Regions from separate parts of the Mus musculus genome. Here regions 1 and 3 are each linked to region 2. A link is a contact called in public HiChIP or PLAC-seq and Micro-C data. All regions are on one chromosome and are shown on one strand. Each heading gives the region's core, a stretch centred on a gene start, on an enhancer-like site or on the middle of the called end of the contact. The rest is flanking DNA. Distances are from core to core; before and after follow the strand shown. Region 1 overlaps Epdr1 (ependymin related protein 1 (zebrafish)). Region 2 holds the start of Stard3nl (STARD3 N-terminal like). Region 3 has its middle 24 kb from the start of 9330199G10Rik.

Region 1 (2,700 bases), core at 162-2,661, 200 kb after region 2:
GAATTTGCTGAAAGGACCCTGATATAGCTGTCTCTTGTGAGACTATGCCAGGGCCTAGCAAGCACAGAAGTGGATACTCACAGTCAGCTATTGAATGGATCACAGGGCCCCCAATGGAGGAGCCACAGAAAGTACCCAAGGAGCTAAAGCGATCTGCAACCCTATAGGTGGAACAACAATATGAACTAACCAGTACCCCCCGGAGCTCATATCTCTAGCTGCATATGTATCAGAAGATGGCCTATTCGGCCCTCAGTGGAAATAGAGGCCCGTTGGTCTTGCAAACTTTATATGCCTCAGTACAGGGGAACGCCAGGGCCAAGAAGTGTGAGTGGGTGGGTAGGAGTGTTTGGGGGACTTTTGCTATAGCATTGGAAATGTAAATGAAGCAAATACCTAATTAAAATAAAAAAAAGAAATTGTAAGTGGCAAAGCTTCTGATAAGAAAGTTGCCTTTATAAGTGATTGATCAGTGGCAGAAGGTCCATGTGGGCACCTTGATGTCCATAAAGCAGCGCAGAAAGCAGCCGATGGCTCTATGTTAGGTTGGGACCTTCTTTGACCAGCAGAACTGATCCTGATCACTCCCTGGTACATGCAAGATTCATGGCAATATAAAATCTGCAGAGCTGCCTTCAAAGAAGAAAGACATTGTTCCAGTGTCGAATAAGGAGACAGAAACTTTGGGGTTCAATGCCAAATTTCAAGAGTAGTACGATCTTTGTCCATTACAAATGACAGAATTCCACTCAACTTGTGACCCTGGGCACATCTCAAACTATATCCATATTCAAAACAGGAAATTTTCTGTCTTACTCATGGATGCAGGAAGTGAGGTTTTTTTTTCCCCATTCTAAGATGGTTTCTAGAATTCTAAGTGCACTGCCTAGTCCTTTTATTAGGTATAGTCCTGGATCTATTTTTAATATCCCTCTTCATTTTGAGGGATAACAACTAGCACATTTCTATGGCCTGCTGATTCAAGAGATCCTCCTGATACTCAGATGTAACTCAGGCATTATGTCTCAATGAGAGCAGTGAAGAGCCACCATCCTTCTGCAGAAGGCTGGTTTGTTGTGCTAAGGGGGCTGGCTCTGCTGGCTGTTAAGGTGATGGAAAAACATGGTACCCCAGGACCCTAATATCCATGATGAGTTTCTCACCAGATAAAAAACCCTCTCTGGGCTTTTTATTACATTCTGTGATGGGATTTAATTACTAGAATGAGTCAAATGAAAAAGGAAGACACACTCCTTTTCTGTGTCCATGAATAAGATACATTTTCCTTTCTGCTTTGATTGTGGATATGGCCTGGCATGTGCCCAGAGTCACAGGGCTGAGCAGAGATATGTGGTTTGGACTGGACAAAGGCCATTCTGTGGGTGGGGATATGGGAAAAAGGCAAGCACTGCCACAATCTCTTTATAGGCTGGAATTCTTGGAATGTGGCTGTGCCATTCTTCTTGGTCTTTGGCTGGCCTTCACTCTGTTTTGTGGTTTCAGGAATCAGCTTAGCTACTGTAGAGGACAGAGGCTTGATGCTAGTTTATGAATATATAGGACTATATTACGAAATTATAATTATGAATGCATTATAGATAAATGAGAACTGGATGGTTTCTAGGAAATAGACCAGAGAAAGGGTAGTAGGTGTAAATATTGCTCCCAAAACCAAGGATGTCACGAACCCAGACCTAGTGGTAGTTGAGGAGATGCATAGAAGTGGTGGCTATAAGAACTGCACTGTGATGTTACCTGGGATCCTGATTAGTGGTAAGGACTGACTCAGGAAAACAGATCAGTACTGCCTTTGAAGCTTCCTTCTGACCCAGGCAACTGAAAGCCGAACTTTATAAAAGATGAGACTTAATAGGCTCTGAAGATAACCAATTTGGTTTTGATTATGGGAAGTACTTTATTTGATTATTACAGAAGGATTTTATTTTCTTTATAATTCAGTTCCTCCATATTTCTTACAAAAACAAACACATCAAAGAATAATTCATAGGGTTCATTAAATTTGTTTAATTGTATAGATAAATTACAATATAGATGGCTATGGCATAAAGCAAGCATCATACACTTCTCTTGATAACAAAAGATGATACATGGCAAATAAAACACAGCGATAAGAAGAATCTAGAATAGTAAGTTGTATTACTATAAGTCTCCCTAGCAACCAGAAAAACCAACCCTGTTTAATAGATGAAGAAACTAAACACTGACAGAGCTGGTGAGCTCCTTTCTACAAATGTTAAGGGCACAGACTATGTGCCAGGCACTTGCTTGGTGCTGGAGATCCTAAAGTAAACAGAGCATGGTACCCGTACTCAGGGCGTTCTTACCCAGGATAGCAGAGGTCAGCTTCTAGTAATCAGGAAATCCCACACAGCATAATGAGTATTGTGAGCAAGGCATGCCAAGGTGTAAGATGCAATGAATTCAGGCGAGGGAACAGCTCACAGAGGTCACATGTGAGCTGACCTTGGAAGCATGAGCCGTAGTCATATAGACACAGTTGTGTTGAAAGAGTTTCAGGAAAGGAAAGGCAAGGGCTACTAGCCTAGTGCATTTAATACGTAAAAGATTAGAGTAGCAGAGACTTCTTGGCCTTACTTGGGGGCCTCCCAGGTCAGTGCTATTTTGGAAGCCTGGTTGCCCACTAGAAAAGACATGAAGGTTCAGCAGAGCGGTCAGTAC
Region 2 (2,700 bases), core at 196-2,695:
TCCCACTGTGCCTGCTCTTCCAGCTTCTGCATTTGTAACTGGACACTTCCTGCTCCTCCCCTGACTAAATCACTCTAAACATTCAGGTCTCATCCAGAGCATCACCTCTTCAGGGACATTTTCCCAGATCCCACACCACAGCCACACCAATGTCCCTTACTGCCAGATTTTCTAGCATTCATTCCTATCTAAAATCATATTGTTATTTGCACATATATTCTATCTTCACTAAAATCAAAGGAACTCGAGGACAGAAACCTTATCTAGCGTTCAATACTCAATTTTCAACACCTAAAACAGCATGTGGCATCATATAAACTGTCTAATAATTAAATCCAAATGATAATCACTATCCTGAGAAGGTAAGTCCTTGGAGCAGTTTTAAATCCATTTCTTTAATGCTTTTGACAATGCAATCTTTAAAGGTTCATGTTTGAGACAGGAAGATCTCAAAGAAAAATGTATTCTTCCTTACAATACAAAACATTACATATGTGTGAATATTATGTAGGGGGGGCACAGTCTACACTGTCCCTTCATGGGCATGATTATCTAGCATTTTACTTATGCACAGATGCAGCCAAAAATACTGTAAACTGCTCTTTGTCATCAAATCTTGCTCTATAAGTGGATGATGGACAGAAGAAGCATAGATGGGATTTACCGTTAGGAACCTTAAACAAAAACATCAGACGGAACTTGCTATAGTAACTCGGTACCCTGGGAGGTCAGACGGCTACTGTGTTCATTCAATCAGCCTTACTAACCTTATCCAAACTAGTACTGGGTCAAGTGATGGATTCCATCTGTGAACAGAGACAAATGCCTTTACAACTGCCATACTAAGAGAACACTAAGAAAAGTTCCACAGTGTCCACCCATGTTCCAACCAAAAGAGGAAGAAAAAGAGCCCTACTGAGATTTAAAAAAAAAAAAAAAAAAAAAACTAAAGGCAGGATGAGTGGGCAATGCGGAGAGCTGAAACCATGGCTAGAACATTCATGACTCATGCTTTAATTTTCGTTTTGTTTTGTTACATCAGGGCTTTTCTTGACGAAGGCACAAGGCCAGTAACAGACAGTACCTGCCGGCCTACACCCGCATGTCACCTTGGACTTGATGCGGATGCAAGGCACGGGGCCGAGGCTGGACCACCTGCCTCCCGGTGAGTGTGGGTGTGGGCCCGGGGCCAGCTTCCCTCCCGCGCTCCGCCGCGTTCCGCGGCTGCACCCACAGGCCCCACGGCCAAGGCCAGGTCTGGGGAGCCCGGCAAACCCTGGAACCTCAGGCATTTGGCTTCACGACCTGCCCAGCAGGGCGCGGAAAGACAGCCTACCTCCTCCGCGGCGCGAGCCGCCCGCCGGCCTGCAGACACGGCTCCGCGGTCCCCGCCGGCGGGGCTGGGGCGGGGCTGCAGGGCGGGACCCTGTCCGTGACGTCAACGCGCTGGTCACGCAAAGACGCTGCGGCTTGCTGGAAAAGTGAATAGTGGCAGAGGAGACGGCGGGTTGGTTTACAGAACTGTCAGTTTTCGGACGACCAGTAGATGGCTCATAAAGGAGGCAGTGGGCGGGCCTAGGACTAGCCGCGCCTCCAAAGCCTGTTAAGGTATCCAGCTTCTAACAGCAGGCTTTTAGTGGGTTTTACCTTCCTGAGAATTCTACGGAAGGCTTCTCTTAGATAGGTTTTAGGCTGCAGCCGGTGAGGGGTAACTCTGAGAGTGGATTTCAGGCCCTGGCCCCTTGGTTTCAGCTGTCCACTAAGAACTTGTCTATTCTAGGACTCGACCGTAAGTCTCAATCAGCCCAGTCTTACGTAGGAGTAATGCCTTTGTCTTACTGATAGTTAAGGCTAACTGTATTTACTTAGTTGTTATACACGACATTGGGCACTAAGTGATGTTTTAGATTTTTCCAATAGCTGGTACAGTTACGTCCTTAAATGCAAGAATACAAAGGAAGATAAAATATATTGCACTATGAGTGCTGAAGACTCTCAGCCTGTTAGAGGAAAATAATATTAAGAATAGTATTTTTAATAGATACTCTTATAAAGTAGTTTAATCGTTTTTATAATGTTTACATTACAAATGTGAATTTATATACGTGCAAAATTTTGAACAGTGCAAGTTGGGTGAGAACTGTTTTTATAAACCAATCAAAGGCTCAGTCTTTGTGTGATGGGTCCTTCCTGCATTGACATGTGAAAATATTTGTTAACACTCAAGTTCAGTTCTTCATCTAGCCTTAAATGTGCCTCATTGCTTTTTAAATGCTAAAAGTCTTCAGCGCCAATGATATAACTTGCCATCTCTATGCCCTTAAACATACAGTTTGTTTGGATTTTTTTTTTTAATTGCTAGTATGAGAAATGCTACCTTAAACATGTGTGAATGTGTTTTCCTACTTCTGTCCAAGTACTGCTTATGGTGCAGATGACAACAAAAGAACAGACTAGATCTCAGGCATACATCTTCAATCCTAGTAGTAGAGTCTTCAGATAAGGGCCCCTAGTGTTGCTACAGTGTTCATTTCCACCCATAAAGTTTAAATAATCCTATTTACTACCCTTTGGAAGAGAAATAATATGCAAGCTTTTGTTGTTGTTGTTGTTTTTTTCAAATTGATGAGCATGAGAAAAGTTAGGGTTAGGGTGTGTGTATATATACAAACTAAGTTCAGGGTTCTTGTATACAATGAT
Region 3 (2,751 bases), core at 106-2,605, 130 kb after region 2:
ATACTATAGAGCTGTTATTTATTATTACCAGCTACATGGTAATATTATTACTAAGAAACATGTGTGCCCTGTGTTACCTTGTACTACTAATTGATTTAAGTAGACTTATGAATATAAAATTAAACACAATACAAATGACAAAAATAGGCAAACATCCTGTGTTGGTAAGTATTGTCATGGATCAGATAGCTTAAAAAATAACCATAATGTGAAAACTTGAAAACCCCATTTATTCCTTTGTTCAATAAAGTTAGAATTTTAAAAGATAAAAATATAAAACATAGTTGGTAAGATTAGTGAACATCTATCAGAATAAAAGGCTTGTAAGTTGTAAGATTTTGCTTTAATTTTTTTTGCTTAAAATTTTAAATAAAAAGTATTCAGGCAAATTCAAATCAAAATGACCCTAAGATACCACCTTACACCAATCAGAAAGGCTATGATCAGAAATTTCAAGCAACAACACATGCTGGCAAGGATGTGGCAAAGGGGGACACCCCACCATCACTGATGCTGGCATGGATGTGGCAAAGGGGGACACCCTACCATCGGTGGCAGGATTGCAAATTTATATAACTACTCTGGAAATCAATCTTGCAGTTCCTCAGAAAATTGGAAATAGTTCTATCTGAAGACCCAGCTATACTGTTTCTGAGCATATACCAAAAAGATGGTCCACCACACCACAAAGACACGTGTTTCCTATGTTCGTAGGATCCTTATTCATAATAACCAGAAGCTGGAAACGACCCAGATGTCCCCCAGCTGAAGAACTAATCCAGAAAATGTGGAATTCTATTCAGTGATTTAAAATGAGGACACCATGAATTTTGCAGGTAAATGGATGAACCTAGAAAATATCCTGAGTGAGGTAACCCAGACTAAAAAGTACACGCATAGTATGTACTCACTGATAAGTGAATATTATCCAAAAAGTAAAGAATACTCATGATACATACACCCCACAGACCCTAAGAAGTGAAACAAAAGAAAGGTCCAAGTGAGGATGCTTAAATCCTACTTAGAAGGGGAAATAATAAATCAAGGGAGGTGTCTGGATGGGAGGGGGGCAGGAAAAGGGGCAAGATGAGTGGTGGGGGCAGGAGAGAAGGACAGAGGGCCAAGAAAATGAATGGAAATATGCAGCTGCCAGGGGTAACTTCTAGGAAGACCCAGAAAGCTGGGATATGAGAGGCTCCCAGGACTCAATGGGGATTGAAGGAGCTGAAGGGGATGGCAACTCCACAGGAAGACCAGCAGTGTCAACTAACTTGGACCCCTTAGAGCTCCAAGAGAATAAGCCACCAACCAAAGAGCTGACATGGACTGCTTTGTGTGATCTCAGTAGGAGACTTGATGCCCCAGGGTAGGGGGATGCCCTAGGAGGGGTATAGCCTCTCACAAGCAAAGGGGCATCAGGGGATAGGGCAAAGAACTCTGGGAGGCAGCATTTGGGAGTAATTAATTAGAAAAATAAAACACTAACTTTACTAACAGTAAAAGGAATCTCTGCATTATATTTTCTTTAAGGAAATTTGACAATAAGTGTATTTCATTATACACTCTTGATACATTCCAATGTTTACCATATTTTACAAATAATATCTACCAGAAGTACTCCCAATTACCCCAATAGAGAGTGAGTTCAGATGTCTCCCAATGGTTTCCAAAAACTATTTCCAATTGCATCTCCTGCTGCCTTAGGGGTTTTCTATTCCAGAATCTTAGACAGGAAGACCATGAAGCATCAGACACAGGCAGTGCAGACAGGTTTAGTCATAAGAATCCATCCTTACAGGATCACTGGGTTGTCCACATTGAACATCAACTTCCACTAACTTAGTCTCTTACTTTTTTTTTTTAACTCACTTCAGACCATGTGAAAAATCAAGTCTCAAACTGAATCTCTGCGATGGACAGATGTGTTATGACCAATGAAACCCAAGGATGAACACTAACACAGGCTTGAGTTGCCAGATAGAGGCCATGTTTTGTTCTCTGCCAGATTTTATCAGGATTGAATGCTACCACTTTGGTACAAAATAACTGCTGACACTCAAAATCTCTATATTCCCTTCTGCTTTGGTCTTGTATTTCCAGGAGTTTGGGGGGTACACTCTTGTCCAGACAATCCTGATAACAGTTGGAATGTGTTCACAGTTTCATCCTGGAGAGGCACTGTGAGAAATCAGAAGCAAAAGCCATTTGGTTACAGAGAATGTACCAGTTAGTTCTGAGTCTATTTCTCTCCTGGACACCATTACAGAGCTGTGGGGTCTATGGCACGCATCCACAGGAGGCTGAGCCATGAGCAGCACTTTCGTCTATGTAGTCCAAACCCTAAGTCCTGTAAGCCATACCCTTGTAAGGAGTGAGTGGCTTTGCTACCTCAGTCTTTCAATGGTTTAACTCTAGCCTGGAGCTTTTCCTCTTTTTAACATTAAATCCTAAAAAATATGACTGTACTGAGTATGACAGTGCTGGAGAAATAATCATCTCAAAAGATCAATTGAGCTAAGATGGAAGAAGTCAGAGAGAGAAGTTAGCATCTACAGTGATCAATAGTGGTTGGGCTGGTGTCTTAGTTAGGGATTTATTGCTGTGAAGAGATGACATGACCATAACAACTCTTAAGGAGAAAAACATTTAATTTGCAGCTGGGTTACAGTTTCAGAGGTTTAGTCTATTGTCATCATGATGGGAAGCATGGCAGCACGCAGGCATGTATGGTGCTGGAGGAGCTGAGAGAAC

What was found. Hi-C and Micro-C count contacts between places; a contact is called where the count stands out from the background. HiChIP or PLAC-seq counts read pairs in DNA pulled down with a chosen protein or histone mark.
Region 1: a FOXA1 HiChIP or PLAC-seq map of pancreatic cancer cells shows a contact between it and region 2. The contact joins the enhancer-like site here to the promoter of Stard3nl in region 2. A contact is called at or near these places in 2 of 39 promoter capture datasets (embryonic stem cells and neural stem cells), 3 of 115 datasets of contacts at active chromatin or transcription factors (embryonic stem cells, extraembryonic endoderm stem cells and pancreatic cancer cells) and 1 of 9 other capture datasets (embryonic stem cells).
Region 3: a contact with region 2 is called in a Micro-C map of the G1E-ER4 cell line. The contact joins the enhancer-like site here to the promoter of Stard3nl in region 2. A contact is called at or near these places in 1 of 484 Hi-C or Micro-C datasets (the G1E-ER4 cell line) and 1 of 115 datasets of contacts at active chromatin or transcription factors (epiblast stem cells).

Annotation. Positions count from the first base shown.
Region 1 is chr13:19,589,825-19,592,524 of GRCm38.p6, forward strand. Epdr1 (ependymin related protein 1 (zebrafish)) reads right to left here. Exons shown (of 3, transcript NM_134065.4): 3 at 1,884-2,700. Among named protein-coding and RNA genes, the nearest start is that of Epdr1, 29 kb to the right of the region's middle. Within about 2 kb of position 1,412, at least 29 of the 459 cell types and tissues checked have an H3K27ac peak or open chromatin away from gene starts, as enhancers often do. A contact at or near this core is called in neural stem cells and pancreatic cancer cells, where this site is marked.
Region 2 is chr13:19,394,368-19,397,067 of GRCm38.p6, forward strand. It overlaps Stard3nl (STARD3 N-terminal like), which reads right to left and starts at 1,446. Exons shown (of 9, transcript NM_024270.3): 1 at 1,337-1,446. Gm40827 (a long non-coding RNA gene) reads left to right here and starts at 1,480. Exons shown (of 2, transcript XR_873152.2): 1 at 1,480-2,700.
Region 3 is chr13:19,527,161-19,529,911 of GRCm38.p6, forward strand. No RefSeq gene overlaps it. Among named protein-coding and RNA genes, the nearest start is that of 9330199G10Rik, 24 kb to the left of the region's middle. Within about 2 kb of position 1,356, at least 5 of the 459 cell types and tissues checked have an H3K27ac peak or open chromatin away from gene starts, as enhancers often do. A contact at or near this core is called in the G1E-ER4 cell line, where this site is marked.